Regions from separate parts of the Mus musculus genome. Here region 1 is linked to region 2. The links are chromatin contacts, called in public HiChIP or PLAC-seq maps. All regions are on one chromosome and are shown on one strand. Each heading gives the region's core, a stretch centred on a gene start, on an enhancer-like site or on the middle of the called end of the contact. The rest is flanking DNA. Distances are from core to core; before and after follow the strand shown. Region 1 holds the start of Tbx21 (T-box 21). Region 2 has its middle 6.9 kb from the start of Gm51916.

The links. HiChIP or PLAC-seq counts read pairs in DNA pulled down with a chosen protein or histone mark.
Region 1: a contact with region 2 is called in an H3K4me3 HiChIP or PLAC-seq map of embryonic stem cells, with 17 read pairs. The contact joins the promoter of Tbx21 here to the enhancer-like site in region 2. A contact is called at or near these places in 1 of 39 promoter capture datasets (embryonic stem cells), 2 of 484 Hi-C or Micro-C datasets (cortical neurons and female germline stem cells), 2 of 115 datasets of contacts at active chromatin or transcription factors (both in embryonic stem cells) and 1 of 9 other capture datasets (adipose tissue).

What each region holds. Positions count from the first base shown.
Region 1 is chr11:97,110,331-97,116,871 of GRCm38.p6, forward strand. Tbx21 (T-box 21) reads right to left here and starts at 5,001. Exons shown (of 6, transcript NM_019507.2): 1 at 4,320-5,001. The coding sequence starts at 4,807.
Region 2 is chr11:96,991,767-96,999,080 of GRCm38.p6, forward strand. No RefSeq gene overlaps it. Among named protein-coding and RNA genes, the nearest start is that of Gm51916, 6.9 kb to the left of the region's middle. Within about 2 kb of position 5,760, at least 139 of the 459 cell types and tissues checked have an H3K27ac peak or open chromatin away from gene starts, as enhancers often do. A contact at or near this core is called in adipose tissue and embryonic stem cells, where this site is marked.

The DNA.
Region 1 (6,541 bases), core at 3,751-6,250, 120 kb after region 2:
TATGAGGATTGCCCCCCCCCACACACACACACATGATGCTAGCACACTCTTATGAAACACTCAGAAGGCATTTAGGAATTTCTTTTTTAGGTGTGCTAATTGGATTTTTTAAATTATTTATTCATGTGTGTGTGTGTGTGTGCACTTGCACGTATGTATGTGTGCCCATGTCAATGTAGAAGCCAGAAGACAACTCAGATATAATTTCTCAGGCACTGTCTGTCTGTCTGTCTACTCTATCTATCTATCTATCTATCTATCTATCTATCTATCTATCTATCTAAACACAAGGGTCTTTCATTGGCCTAAAGGTCTCTGATTACTCTAGGCTGGCTGGCCAGGTATTACGAACACCACCATACCTAGGTAATTGGCTATTTTTTTATTTTTTGTTTTTGTTTTGTTTGTTTGTTTGTTTTTTGAGATGGAGTTTCTCTTTATAGCTCTGGCTGTCCTGGAATTCACTCTGTAGACCTGGCTTTGAATTTACACAGATCCACCGGCCAGTCTCTGCCTCATGCCAGGTCCTCACGTTGGCAAAACAAGCACTTCACTGACTGAGCCATCTCTTCAACCCTGGTTGATTTTTTTGTTTTGTTTTGTTTTTTATTTGTTTTGTTTTGTTGTTGTTTTTCTTATTTTTACTTTTCTTTTCTTGGATGGTGCAAGTGGTGGACAATACCCACATGTCATAGTGTATGTTTGGAGTTCAGAGAACAATCTATGGGAGTCAATTCTCTCCTTCAACCATTTGGGCCCTGGCAATCAAACCCACAGGGCAATCAAACCCAGGTTGTCAGGTGTGGCAGCAAGTGCCTTTACCCAATGAGCCGTTTTGCCAGCCCCCCCTTTTTTTTAATTCCACTTTTAAGTCAAGCATGGTTACAGTGCACACTTGTGATCCCAGCATTCCCGAGGGTGAAGCAGGTGGGTTGAGAATTCCAGGCTAATCTGGAATACATGAATTAAGATCTTGTCTCAACCGAAATTCATTTTCAGAGAAACATAAAGATTCAAAGCAGAAAGATCAACAATTGCTGACCAATCTTGATTGCAAGGCAAGATCCTATCTCAAAATACCCACAAGGTGGCAAATGCCTTTAATGGCAGCACTCAGGAGGCAAGAACAGAGGAATCTCTATAAGTTCAAGGTTAGCCCCATCTCTATAGTGAGTTCCAGGCCCGCTGAGCCTGTAGAGTGAGACCCCGAGTCAAAAAGAAAACAAAAACCAAACAAGCAAAATAACTCACAACAAAAAAGACCAGACCAATACTGAATAGTTTTAAAGCCAAGCCTGATGATATATTTTCTACTTTTATGTTTATTTTTGTTTTTTGGGTTTTTGGTCTTGTGTGTTTGTTTGATGTTTTCAAGACAGGGTTTCTCTGTGTAGCCCTGGCTGTCCTGGAACTCACTTTGTAGACTAAGCTGGCCTCGAACTCACAGAGTTCTGCCTGCCTCTACCTCTTGAGTGCTGGGATTGAATGTGCCACCACGCCTGGCCTTTTATTTTTATACAGTGTGATTTGTCATAATAAGAAATTGGGCTGGTGAGACGGCTCAGTGGGTAAGAGCACCCGACTGCTCTTCCGAAGGTCCGGAGTTCAAATCCCATCAACCACATGGTGGCTCACAACCATCTATAACAAGATCTGACACCCTCTTCTGGAGTGTCTGAAGACAGCTACAGTGTACTTACATATAATAAATAAATAAATCTTAAAAAAAAAAAAAAGAAGTTAAAGATGTGGCTCAGTAGCAGTGTGACTGTGTGTGCAGAGCACACATAAGGCCCTGGGTTCAATTCTTAGCATTGAAAAGTAAACTAGTTTTGATTCCTTGAGACAGAGTGTCAAACATGCGTGGTGGCACATCCTTGTAATCCCAGCACTGGGGAGGCAGAGGTAGGAAGAGCTGAAGTTCAAAGGAGGCCTTTGCTACATAGCAAAGAGAAAGAAAGAGGGAGGGGAAAGTTACTATGTAGCACAGGCTAGTTTCCAATTATGCGTGTGCATTACTTAAGGGGTGCACTACCACAGCTGGCTTTAAAACAAACAAACAAACAAAAAAACATGACTAGTATACACTAGGCCCCAGGTTCCAATTACAGCACTTAAAATAATAAGAGCACCGATCCAAACGGGAGAGAGCAAAAGTGGTCATGGGAAAAAAATCCTATAGGCGCACACAGGAGAGGAGTCCATAGAGCCAGGCCAATGATAAAGAGTGTGTCCCTCCAAATACCTCCCCTAGCAACCCAGCCCACAGACAGACAGGCCCCAGTGATATAGAGTGTGTCCCTCCAAATGCCTCCCCTAGCAACCCAGCCCACAGACAGACAGGCCCCAGTGATATAGAGTGTGTCCCTCCAAATGCCTCCCCTAGCAACCCAGCCCACAGACAGACAGGCCCCAGCCCAGCTCAGCCATCACTGAGGTTGTGGCTGATGCTCTCTCTGACTGGAGGAGCTGAGGCCTGACAAGGCATTGAGAGGACTGGCCAGGCCCCGGGATGAGAGGGCCTCCTGTTGCTGACATACTAGAAAGTCCCATGGTTAGAGGCCCCACCTAGTCTACTGCGGGACTAGCGTAAGCCACTGGTTATCCCAGCAACTCAGAATTCGTGGGTATGAAACGGGCCAGCCCTGCCTGGCTCGCCTAGAAATAATGGAAGCGAAAGCACTTGGGTGTACCACGCAGGGCTTTCAGACAGTGTAGGTGGCTGTGGAGAATGGAGAAAAAAGGAGCAGACAGGTGCCATCTGAGGCCTGGTCCCAGCTGGGGAACCTCCGAAGAGTCCCCTGCTGTCTCTAGGTCTGTTTCTCTATGCAGTGAGAGACAGGGACTTCTGGATCCTTCCAGTTCAGACATTCTCTAGGACCAGCAACCTGGCCAGTGCCAGAGACACTCAGAGAAGGATTGGGGGAGCAGAGGAAACTCCTCAGAAGTCTTTGCGGATGAAGGATGAGCCAAAAACCAATCAAATGTTTTATTCTCAGTTCATCCCCGCGAGGAAGAACTCAGCAGCCTGAAACCAGCTGTAGTTAGCAGCTATCTGCCCTCTCCCCACATCATCCGAAGGGAATATACTCTAGCAGTGCCTCCTGGGATCCGGCAAGGGTTTCTGTCCCCCTCCCAGAAACCCCACCCTTGCAATCTCTCAATTACATTTTGAGTCTCCATCCTAATACCGCACATCCTAACTCACTAATGGCAAAGTTCTGGCTGGTCCTCACTGGGAAAGGTAGCTGCCTCTTCCCATAAGACACAAGAGGGTCCACTCGAGGTGTTGCATACTATAAATGACCCCTCAGAAACTGCAAGTTTCTCTTTCTTCAGCAAAGAGACTCGATCCGGAAGCAGCAGGCTGAGCCACAAACCATACCACTAATGCAACAGGCTTAGGGGACCCCCTCCATCTTCCCCCAGGCTGGACTGATGAATAGCTGGGTGAGAAAGTGGACATATTTTTAGGGACTAGCCTCAAAGAGCACAGTGCAAGACTGGACACCAGCTGCAACTGGTCTTGAACTTGGCACGTTCAGGCCCTCGGCATTTATTTGTGCCTTTATAAGTTTTGCTGCTTCCCACCTCTCTACACAACACACACACACACACACACACACACACACACACACACACTCCTCTCTCTCTCTCTCTCTCTCTCCCTCTCTAGACATATGATCTCAAAGTAAGACCGGAAAAGAAACTTGGCGACCGCTTCTCCATGTCACCAAATCCCAGTCTGCTCCCCCCCTCCCCCATACACCAAAGCTACCCTAAGCACAGCAGTAGCAAAGGAACAGGCACACTGAGATCTCAAAAAATATTCTGCCCCCAACACTTCAATTTCCCGAATACCTAAGGACCGAAAGGCGGTCAGTCAGGTCTATAACACACACTCCTCGCTGCCCACTGAGATCCCAGACTGAGGCAAGGAGCAAATTAACCCCCTCCAGTCCCCCACCCCCCACCCCCCACCGGCCAACTCTCGGTGAAGCGAGAGTCATCCTTTCCTCTGCACCAAAGTAACTTCTAATTGCGCCCACAGCATCATCCTTTTTGAGCCCTCTGATACCCTCAGCACCCGCGGCTCTCCGGAGCTTGCGGTGCCCTCCCCGCAACCCTGCTCCCCCGTCTCCTAAAACTGAAGCTCAGTCTACGAACACAAAGACTCAGCAACCTGCAGCTTCAAATTTTGATTTCAAAAAAAAAAAAAAAAAAAAAGAGGAAAGTCGTTGTTCCGGCGGGCCACCGAGGCCAGACTCCCGCCGGCTCCGCCCTGCGAGCTCGCTGCGCTCGGCGCGCACCTCACTCACCGTCCTTGCTTAGTGATGATCATCTCTGTCTGGTGCTGGTTGAACTTGGACCACAACAGGTGGTTGCTGAGCGCGACTCTCAGCTTCCCAGACACCTCCAACCCCGCGGGCAATGCGTAGTCCTCGCGCGGCCCTGGGTAGAGCCCCGCGCGCGGGTCAGGGGCAGGGTAGCCATCCACGGGCGGGTAGCCCTCCGCACCCGCGGGCGGCGGGAAGAACTCGCCAGGCCCGGGAAAGCCAGCCACCTGAGCCCGGGGCGGGTAGGCGAAGGATCCAAGGAAGCGACCCGGCGCGGCAGGCACCAGGGCGCCCCCAGAGTAGGGCGTCCCCAGGCTGCTACCTGCGCGGCGATCGGTCGGGTCCTGTGCGCCCGGCTCGGGATAGAAGAAACGATGCTGTTGGTCCGCTCCGGGCCCCCGGCCCTCGTCACTCGGCATCGGCTCGGTGCCGGTCAGCATGTCTCCGCAGCCCGGCTCCACGATGCCCATCCGAGGCGGGCTGGGCGCCTTCCAGCAGCCGTCGAAGAGACCCGAGGGTCCTTAGGGCTGGGGCGACGGGGGCGGCGTCCGAAGACCAATGAAACTTCACTGGAGCGGGAGCTGGGACGCTTGGCTCCTGAGCGCGCGTTGGATAGGCGCGCAGCTGCTCCTGGGCTTTCTCTGCAGCCCGCGCTGTCACTAGCGGCGCGGCGGCCTTTGCTGTGGCTTTATGAAGCTCCTTGGGTCCCCTCACCCCGCCACCTTGGCCCCGCCCCGCCCCGCCCCCTCGTGGCTAATACAGCGCGAATTCGCTTTTGGTGAGGACTGAAGCCCCGACCCCCACTCCTAAGTGTAAGTCTCTTGTCGCCCCAATCTGGGAAAGAGTCAACCTGCCACCTGAAACTCTGAAACTTCGAGGAGAGAAACGGTTTCTCTCCCCCAGGAAGTTCCGCCAGTCCTGGAAGGCACAGCAAAGGCCCTTTCCCCAGATGGGACCATCTGAGCATTCTCACGCCTCTGGCAGGCTCAGAGCTACTTAGACTATCCATAGTCAACAGATATTTGTTGCTGCCTCCTGTATGCCCAGGCTTTGTGACTTTACACAAAGTGTTTGCTCGCTGTCTCTTGTCCGCCGCCCCCACCCCCCATCGCTAGCCTCCCACCCCACCCCCCAGGCCCGAGGATGATGCTTGTCCCTCTAGCCCAGGAGGAAACTTGGAAGCTGTCTCCCAAGAAGATTGCACCCAAAGCAGCCCACGGTGGGCTGGGCTGGCTGAAATGCTCCCACAAAAGCTCGTTCACGTGGCAGCGTAACAGCTAGCGAAAGACACGGGAAGTAGCGCTTGGCTGTCAGTGTTCAGAGTCCCAGGGCTGACTCTGACTGTGACTCGGGTGTGTAGGACCTGGGTAAGTCACTTCCTTTGCCTGAAAGTCCCTCAGGCCTGATGGGGTAGGCTGGGGAAATAAATATTCGTATTGGGGGTAGGGGCTGTGTACCTTATACCAACCGGTGTCTGTGTGCCTCTGTTTCCATTCTATTATAGAAAAAAACAAAGGTATGTAGTCCAAGCTGGCTGACAGGGAGCCCAGCACCTGCTCTGATGGAGACAGACAGTCCTTCCTCCGCTGTTCTATTCCAATAACTACGGTAAGTCCTGCATTTTGAGAAGAATCTCACCTCCTAACTGAAAATGAATCCATTGGGAGTTTTCTTTTGAAATAAAAAGCATCCCCGGGGTCTGGGATATAGTTCAACTGATGGAGTGCCTGCTTAGCATACACCCACGCTTCTGGTTCCACCCCCAGCTTTGTATAGATGGGGCATGGTGGCACATGCCTGTCATCCCAGCACTTGAGAGGGTTGGTAGAGGATCAGAAGTTTAAGGTCATCTTCAGCTACAATTTGGGCCAGCCTGGGTTACAGGGGATCTTATCTCAAAAGTAAGTAAATAAGAAGTAAAGTATCGTTTAAGAGTTACTTGGGCTGGAGAGATGGCTCAGCGGTTAAGAGCATTGACTGCTCTTCCGAAGGTCCTGAGTTCAAATCCCAGCAACCACATGGTAGCTCACAACCATCGGTAATGAGATCTGGCACCCTCTTCTGGAGTGTCTGAAGACAGCTACAGTGTACTTACATATAATAAATAAATTAATTTTAAAAAAAGACTGGTGATTTTATATCATCCTGGGCATATCACATCCATAAAGTAGGAATTGGGGCTCTGCACCAGGCGCTTTTTCTTG
Region 2 (7,314 bases), core at 4,510-7,009:
AGGTGTGAGAATGCCGTTGGTTACCCTCAAATGATGACATTATCCAAAAAAGAAACTGCTTGGGACATCTGACTTAGGATTAAAAGTCACCCCCTTCTCCTAGGCACGGGCCTCTGTGTTGGGACAAGGGACAAACATCAGGGGAGGGAGAAAAAGAGAAGAGAGAGGGATGGAGGAAGGGATGGGGGAAGGAGGGAGGGATGAATAAAACACCAGGGAGGGGAAGCTTGTCATATTGGTGAAGATCCTCCCTGGCCCAGGGATGACCCAAAGTCACTTAAATAGGAAAGACAAAGAGGCACGTTGAGCAGGTTCCAGTCTGGGTCTGGCCACAGTGAGTCAGGGAACCGGGTAGTCTGATCCTAGGAGCCAAATCCCCGAGAATCTCTGGGGAATCTCTTAAAGACTCCAAGTGTCCAGCCTCAAAGCCGCTGACAGGTACAGATCTGCCCCTTCTCTGACCTCTTCTTTTTTCCTGCCCTTTGGGTGCCTTCTGACCTCTGACCTTGGAGCCTGAGGGACCCATTCTTTCCATAAGGCAGAATGGAATCTCCTCCCCCGACTCTAGAGATCTGGGGTAAGCCTGGATAAGAGACAGCATGGAGGACCTATGCAGATGGGTGCAGGGTAGAGGAGGGAGCCAGAAGTGCCCGTGGAGCCCGGGATGCTCTTCTGCAGCTGAGGGAAGGCATGGCTCCCACTAGGGCTCCTCTCCAGCTATCCAGGAATTCACCCTTCCCCAGAAAGAGCCAGGAGCAGGTTTATGAAGTTCAGGGAGAAAGTGGAGGGGAAATTAACATTTATCGCAGAGATCCCTCCACTTGATGCTAAGGAGCATCAAGCATTAGAAGGAAGCACCCAGGGGTCAGGGCTTTCACAGCTAGGACATCACAACCTCCTTGCCCCTTGCTCTGGGTGGACCCAAGCCAGGACAGCCCAGAGAGGTTCCTCGGGGACTTTTCAAGTGAAGGCAGCTAAACTGTGCAACTTCCAAAGGACCTCCCGAGCTAACACTTGAGACATCTTCTTGTCTCCAGATGTGTATTTAAGGGGCAAGCTTCCCCTGCAGTCCTGAGAGTCCATGCAAAACAGGGTAGAACTAGCTGTCTCTTCTGCTGGGGGGAGAGGCGGGGGATCCCCTGAGCCCTTAGACAGGCCACAGGAGCTGGCTCTAAAGGCCCACACTGGGAAGGCCTGGAGCCTGTCTGAGCCCCAGTCTCAGGCAGGAGGGAAGAGGGTGGCAAGGGGGTAGGATGTCTCTTCCGCTTGGTAGATTAGTGACTCTGAGACAGGAGAGGGCCTGTCACCAGCCCATAAATAAAGCAGCCGGAGTCTCTCCTTCCATCTGTGTTTATCTGTCTGGCCTTGAGTTTCCGGTAGAGGAGATGTCTCAGCAGCCCCAGCATCAAACGCCAGGCGTGCTGGAAGGAGGGCTGGCCTCCCTCCCTCCCTCCTTCCCCTCCTTCTGAACCTCCAGTTCTGTTTCTGCAGAGCTCTTCCTTGAAGAAGCGTCTCTCAACTTAAACACTGGCTCCAGGAGGCTTCTGGGCCCTGGGGGTGAAAGGATGCCACGGGGAATGGGTGGCCTGGAATCTCTGCCATGTCTTCTTGCCACAGATGCTCAGCCTTCCGGAACCTAGGGGAAGGGGCTCTGTCATGACCCGTCCAGGGTCACGATGGACAGGAATCCACCGGGTGCCAGAGGCCCTAAATGCATGACAAATCTATGATGACCCTGCATGCCACCTCCCACCCCACTGACCCCTTGTTCTATAACCCCCACCTCTGCCTTCTTCCTCCTCATTCTTAGATCCAGGGCAGGCCCGGGAGCTCTCCAAGGTGTGGTTCTTGGACCACTGGCCCCCTGCCTCACCGGAAAATGGAAGGGAGATGCTTGCTCCATTAGGTTACATGCAGATTCCTACTGAATCAAGAGGGACTTGGGAACTCAGGTTTGATGAGCGCCTCGGTGAATACTGGTATAATTAAGCCAAGAGGGCTGGTTGTCCTAGATAAAGGTTACCATGCTTACTCTCCACCCAGGGCACTGCTCAGTGTCTAGGACACAGTAGGTACTTATTAAATATCCTTTTAAAAAGGATTTAACTGATTTTTTTTTTCCGAGACAGGGTTTCTCTGTATAGCCCTGGCTGTCCTGGAGCTCACTTTGTAGACCAGGCTGGCCTCGAACTCAGAAATCCACCTGCCTCTGCCTCCCAAGTGATGGGATCAAAGGCATGCGCCACCATGCCCTGCAGATTTAACTGATTTTTATTCATGTTTATGTGTGCCTGTGTGTGCATGCATACCCGAGGCTACCCTAGAAGGCCGGAAGAGGACACTGGGTCCCATGGAGCCGGAGTTATGTAGGTCCTGGGAACACAATTTGGGATCTCTGTGAGAAGAAATGAATGCTCTTGACTGTTGAGCCATCTCTCCAGCCCCTGGCTTAGGCTTTTAGAAACAAGGTCTTACAATATAATTCAAAGCTTCAAAGACATGCGCCTGCTGCCTCAGCCTCCCTGGCGCAGTTAAATGCACTTCTAGGCAGTGTCCAGTCTGTCCATCCATACACTCTGGCTTTTCTAAGAACCTCCGAATCTACCAGATATTCCCAAGTTCCCGCTTCCTGATCATGTGTGTGTGTCAGAATGTGCCAGCCCTGACCTCAGTGTCACTTGTCTGTCAACAGAAGATGGTATCCATAGAAACACTCCCGTGGCAGAGATTTGAGGTGCTAGGTCAGGCAAAAAACCAAAGGGGGTACACTCAGTAAAACAGGCAGGACTCCTCAGACCCTTACAGAGCCCATGAAGAACCACCTCCTTTACCCATCCTCGGGGGGAAAATGGGGTGCAGAGGTCCTATGCTGGAGACCAGAGCCAGGGGAGGTAAAAATCTTCAAGGACTACTGAAGCTTTGTGCAAGAAGAGTCAAAGTTGAACAAGGTCAAAGGGCAAGAGGGCACAGCTATTGCAGAGCTCAGGCCCTGGGCTTTGATTTTTCCAAAGGGCCAGGCATCCCAGCCGGGACCTCATAGCCAAGCTGCTTTTCCCTCCAAGTTCCCTTGAATGTTGGATGGAAGAAAGGGAAAAAGGGAGCTTTTCCTTGAGAAGTTCCCGTAGCTCAGAGCCACTTAGGGTTATGCGTTTTGTTTGCATTGCATTTACATTAATTTGCTTGGGCTGGACTCACACATGTAAATGAATATAAAGTGGTGGATTTAGGTAGAGAGTCTCCCTGAGGCAAAGACAGAGAAGTTGTGGAGGCGGGAAAACCCTGGGAGATGCCTGCAACTGGAGTGGGTAGGTCCTCAGTGTCTGAAGCAGAAAGGGCACCGGGCAGACAGCATCAGGAGACCCAGTACTTTAGGCCCCAGGAAGCCCCAGGGTCAGAGCTGGGAAGCAAAGGACCTAAGTACTCTGGGGGTGGTGTAGGAGGACGAACAGGATTCTCAGGTCCCATGGGACAGCAGGGAGCCTGGGAGCCAAGCCCAGGAATGCACTTACATGGCAGAGGGCAAATGCTTGCCCTGAGGCCCTGAAGAGGGATGGAGGAGGCAGCCGGCTAGGAGAGGAGGAGGAGGAGGTGGAGGACGAGGAGGTAGGTGAAGGAGGAGGAGGAGGAGGAGGAGGCAGATGTCAGGACAGAGTTCCCTGAAGAGGACAGAATCACTCCTGGCCAGGAAAGAAAGATGGCAAAAAACTGCCCCTTTAGCAGCAGGGCTTTAACAATGGCAGAAGCCTGAGAGGGGAGGTTGGGAGGAAAGCTGAAGAAACTGTCTGGGTCAGGGATGGACCTGGGAGAGCAGAAAGGCACGTCGTTGGATGCTTTGCCTGCGGAATGGCTCCTGTGGAACTTGCTTAGAGCCGTGGGAGAAGAGAGTCCTCAACCTGGAAGAAAAGCCCTGACCTGGCGATAGAGACACAGTCCTACCCTGGTGGGAACTCTTTGCTCTCTGAGGCCTCTAGTATTTGCAGAAGGCATAACCTGCATCTTTGAGAGGGTCAGAGTCGAATGGGAAAGACAGGTCTGCCTCCAGCTGGGTCACAGGGGGGCCGTGTAATGTCGCCAGTAAGTTAGGTGTTCCAAGGCAAGCACTGAAAACTAGGGAGCCTTTTACACAGAGGGGACTTGATACACAGGAATGACCAGAATCCAGAGGGGTAGCCAGAGGAGGCTTCCAGGAGACAGTCGGTCGGAACACAGAAACAAACAAAAGATTTTTATTTCTGCATTGTGAGTGTTTTGCTTCCGTGTATGTTTTGTGCACCACGTGTGTTTCTGGTCCCCAAATATGCCAGAAAAAGTTGTTGGGTCCCCTAGAACTGGAGTCGCAGTCAGTCATGAGCTATCACATGCGCACTGAGGCTCAGCCCCTGGTCTACTGGAAGAGCAGCCGGTGTTCTTATCCACCGAGCCATCTGTAAGTCCGGCTGGCCAAAAAAATATGCAGTGATTCTCCTGCCTCAGTCTCCAGAGAGCTTCAATTACAGGTTGAGTCACCATACCCTCCTTGAACACGGTTCTGAAGATAAAGACAGGACTAGGGAGGTGAGGGGGTTCACCCTCTGTAGTGCAGAGGGTAATGTGGGGCCATAGGCTCCAGGGGCCTCCCAGCAGCAATGCTGGAGGGGGGTGATACAGGAGAGGATCCCACATAGGAACCGCCCCCCACCCCCTTCAGAGATGACCACTTGGCATTCAGAGAAATGGGCTCAGAGAAGAAAGACAATGCTCGCTCAAGATCACCTAGCAGCTAACCACAAAGCGGAAGCCAGAAACCAGACTTCAAGACTCCTGGGTGCTCTACCCTCTCCAGCTGGCATATGCTTTGATAGCCTAACCTAGGGCTGTTGTCAGAAGGTTCCAGAAGCCTGTCATCCTCAGAGTGGGCTGTTAGAGCAGGGGAAAGTACCTTAATCTCTTCAGGCCTCTTTTTCCCCATCTGTACTTTGGGCTTTCATCTAAAGAGGGGAAGTCCTTCTCTGGGGGGCATGACGCTGACAGGGTTTGCAGGGTTTTGGTAGGTAGGTAGGGATGGATGGATTGATGGACAACGGGGAGGCAAGCAGGGACCAGGGAGGAAAGGGATTTTCTCCCAAAAGAGCTTGATTTGAGAATTAAGGGTGAGAGAAAAAGAGAAGGTAGATTTGCATGTGATTTACATGTCAATTGTGTGAATTCCAGGCCACGTGTTCTCTGGAATCTCCCTGGCTCCTGCTCCCTTGGCTGTGGTTTCCCCACCTGCTCGAGAGCCTCTTGGCTGCCCCTTGTGTGGCCATAGCTGGGGAAAGTGGGTTCATCAATTGGCCACTGGCTTCCCCAATACCAACCAAATTTCCTTAGATCCTTCCTAAGGCCTGGTCCGCAGCCTTCCTCACTTCCCAGCGTGGCTCCCAGGAGGTCCCCCTTAGGCTTGGTGGAAGACTCGGGGACTGGCTCAGGCTAGCCCGGTGCTCAGCACTCCGAGGCCTCTTGCCTCTCTGCCTTTCCCTACGGAGACCCCCGGGAAGAGCAACTCAGCAGGAGCCCCGCGGGGCCTTGCCCTGGCCGCTGCCCTCCAGGGCGGGTGAGAGTGGACCCTGAACCCCAACTCGCCGCGCCCTCTGCAAGGCCGGGGTGTTCGGCTGCAGTGGGCCGGCGAAGAGCTGTCCCCTCCCACTGGAGCCAAATAATTGCCTCCTGCTTTGTTGTGTGGTGTCTGGGGCCCGGGGCCTCTCATTTGTGGGGACGTGCTGTGGCGAGAGCCTCCCTGCGTAATTACCCTCCTCCCCATCGCCGCCGCCGCCGCCACTGAGCCTCCTGCGTCCGCTGGGCCTTACTCACCCCCGCCTGGCCGGCCTGCTGCTCCCCCGCGGCCCAGACGCAGGCAACTCCCTCCCGGTCCAAGCTGTCCTTTCCCGGCAGAGAACGTTTCTGCTTCTCTCCCCCCATCCCCCTTCTCCATACAACCAACACACACACACACACACACACACACACACACACACGTCTGGGGAAAAGCAGGGCAGGACAGGGTATTTCTAATCTGAATGCAACAGTCCCTCTTGGGCCTTCACTGGGGCTGACTGAGAAACTGGGTCCAGGGCACGCGCCTCGCTTTGCGCAACATCTGGACAGCTGCACCTGTCGGGGCCTGTCCCCAGTTAAGGCTGGAGCTCCTTACGACCCTGATACCTAAAAGAACACACCCTAGCCAAACTCCTGCCACCGCCCCCCCCCCCGCGCCCCTTTCCCTTTCCCTTTATCCCAGCCACTTGTTTGGTATAAAGGAAAGAGAGGCAAAAAGGAGAAAGAGTGCCCGTGAACACACTCGTGCCTCCAGGAAAATAAAAAAGCTGAGGGGCTGCGGAAAACAAAACAAAACAAAACAAAACAAAAAAAAACTCCCCCAACAAAGAAAAGGTCAAGCAAGGAGGCAAAGGGGGGAATTACAAATTTAGGCACAGAGCAGAGAGATGCAGACGTGCTACTTCTCAAGAAATAGATCGACAGAACAACTCCTGTTCTTGGAATGTTTGATTAAATATTGAGTCTACTTGGCGACTGGACCAATGACATTGAATGGGGGGGGGGGACGACAGCAAGAAGTACCAGGCTGAGCAAAACCATTGTTTGTTTGTTTGTTTGTTAGAGGGTCTCACTATGTGGCCCTGGCTGACCTAGAACTCACAGAACTCTGCCTACCCCTGCTTCCTAAATGTTGGGAATAAAGGTGTGCACCTCCATGACCCATCTAGCCAGCACTCTTTTATTGATTGATTGATTGTATATGAGTACACTGTAGTTGTACAAATGGTTGTAAGCCACCATGTGGTTGCTGGGATTTGAACTCAGGACCTTCGGAAGAGCAGTCAGTACTCTTATCCACTAAGCCATCTCACCAGCCTTAGCCAGCACCCTTAAATGATGAAGAGACAGTTGCAAATCACAATAGGGCTGGGGCATGGAAGTGGGGAGCTGTCCGTCTCTTCTGGGACCAGAACAACCATAAACCATCAGTAAGACAGATGTAGGACCAATGTCTGCAAGCACTTTCCGAGTGCAGAAACCGTTCACTCATCCACAAAGTATTTATGAGCACCGAGCCATGGACCAGACTCACTTGGTGCTTGCTTGAGTACTGAAGAGGGCTGTGGACTCCCGTAGGAGGATGCTCACCCAAGGAGTGACCCCTCTGTTCAATGTGTTACAGATGATAGATTCAGGGAGTTAGAATTTGTCAGGAAACTGTGGAAGGTTCCATTCAGTCAGTGAAGATAAACTTAGTACAGAGGGGGCCGGGGAGTTCAGACCCTGAAAGGGATGACC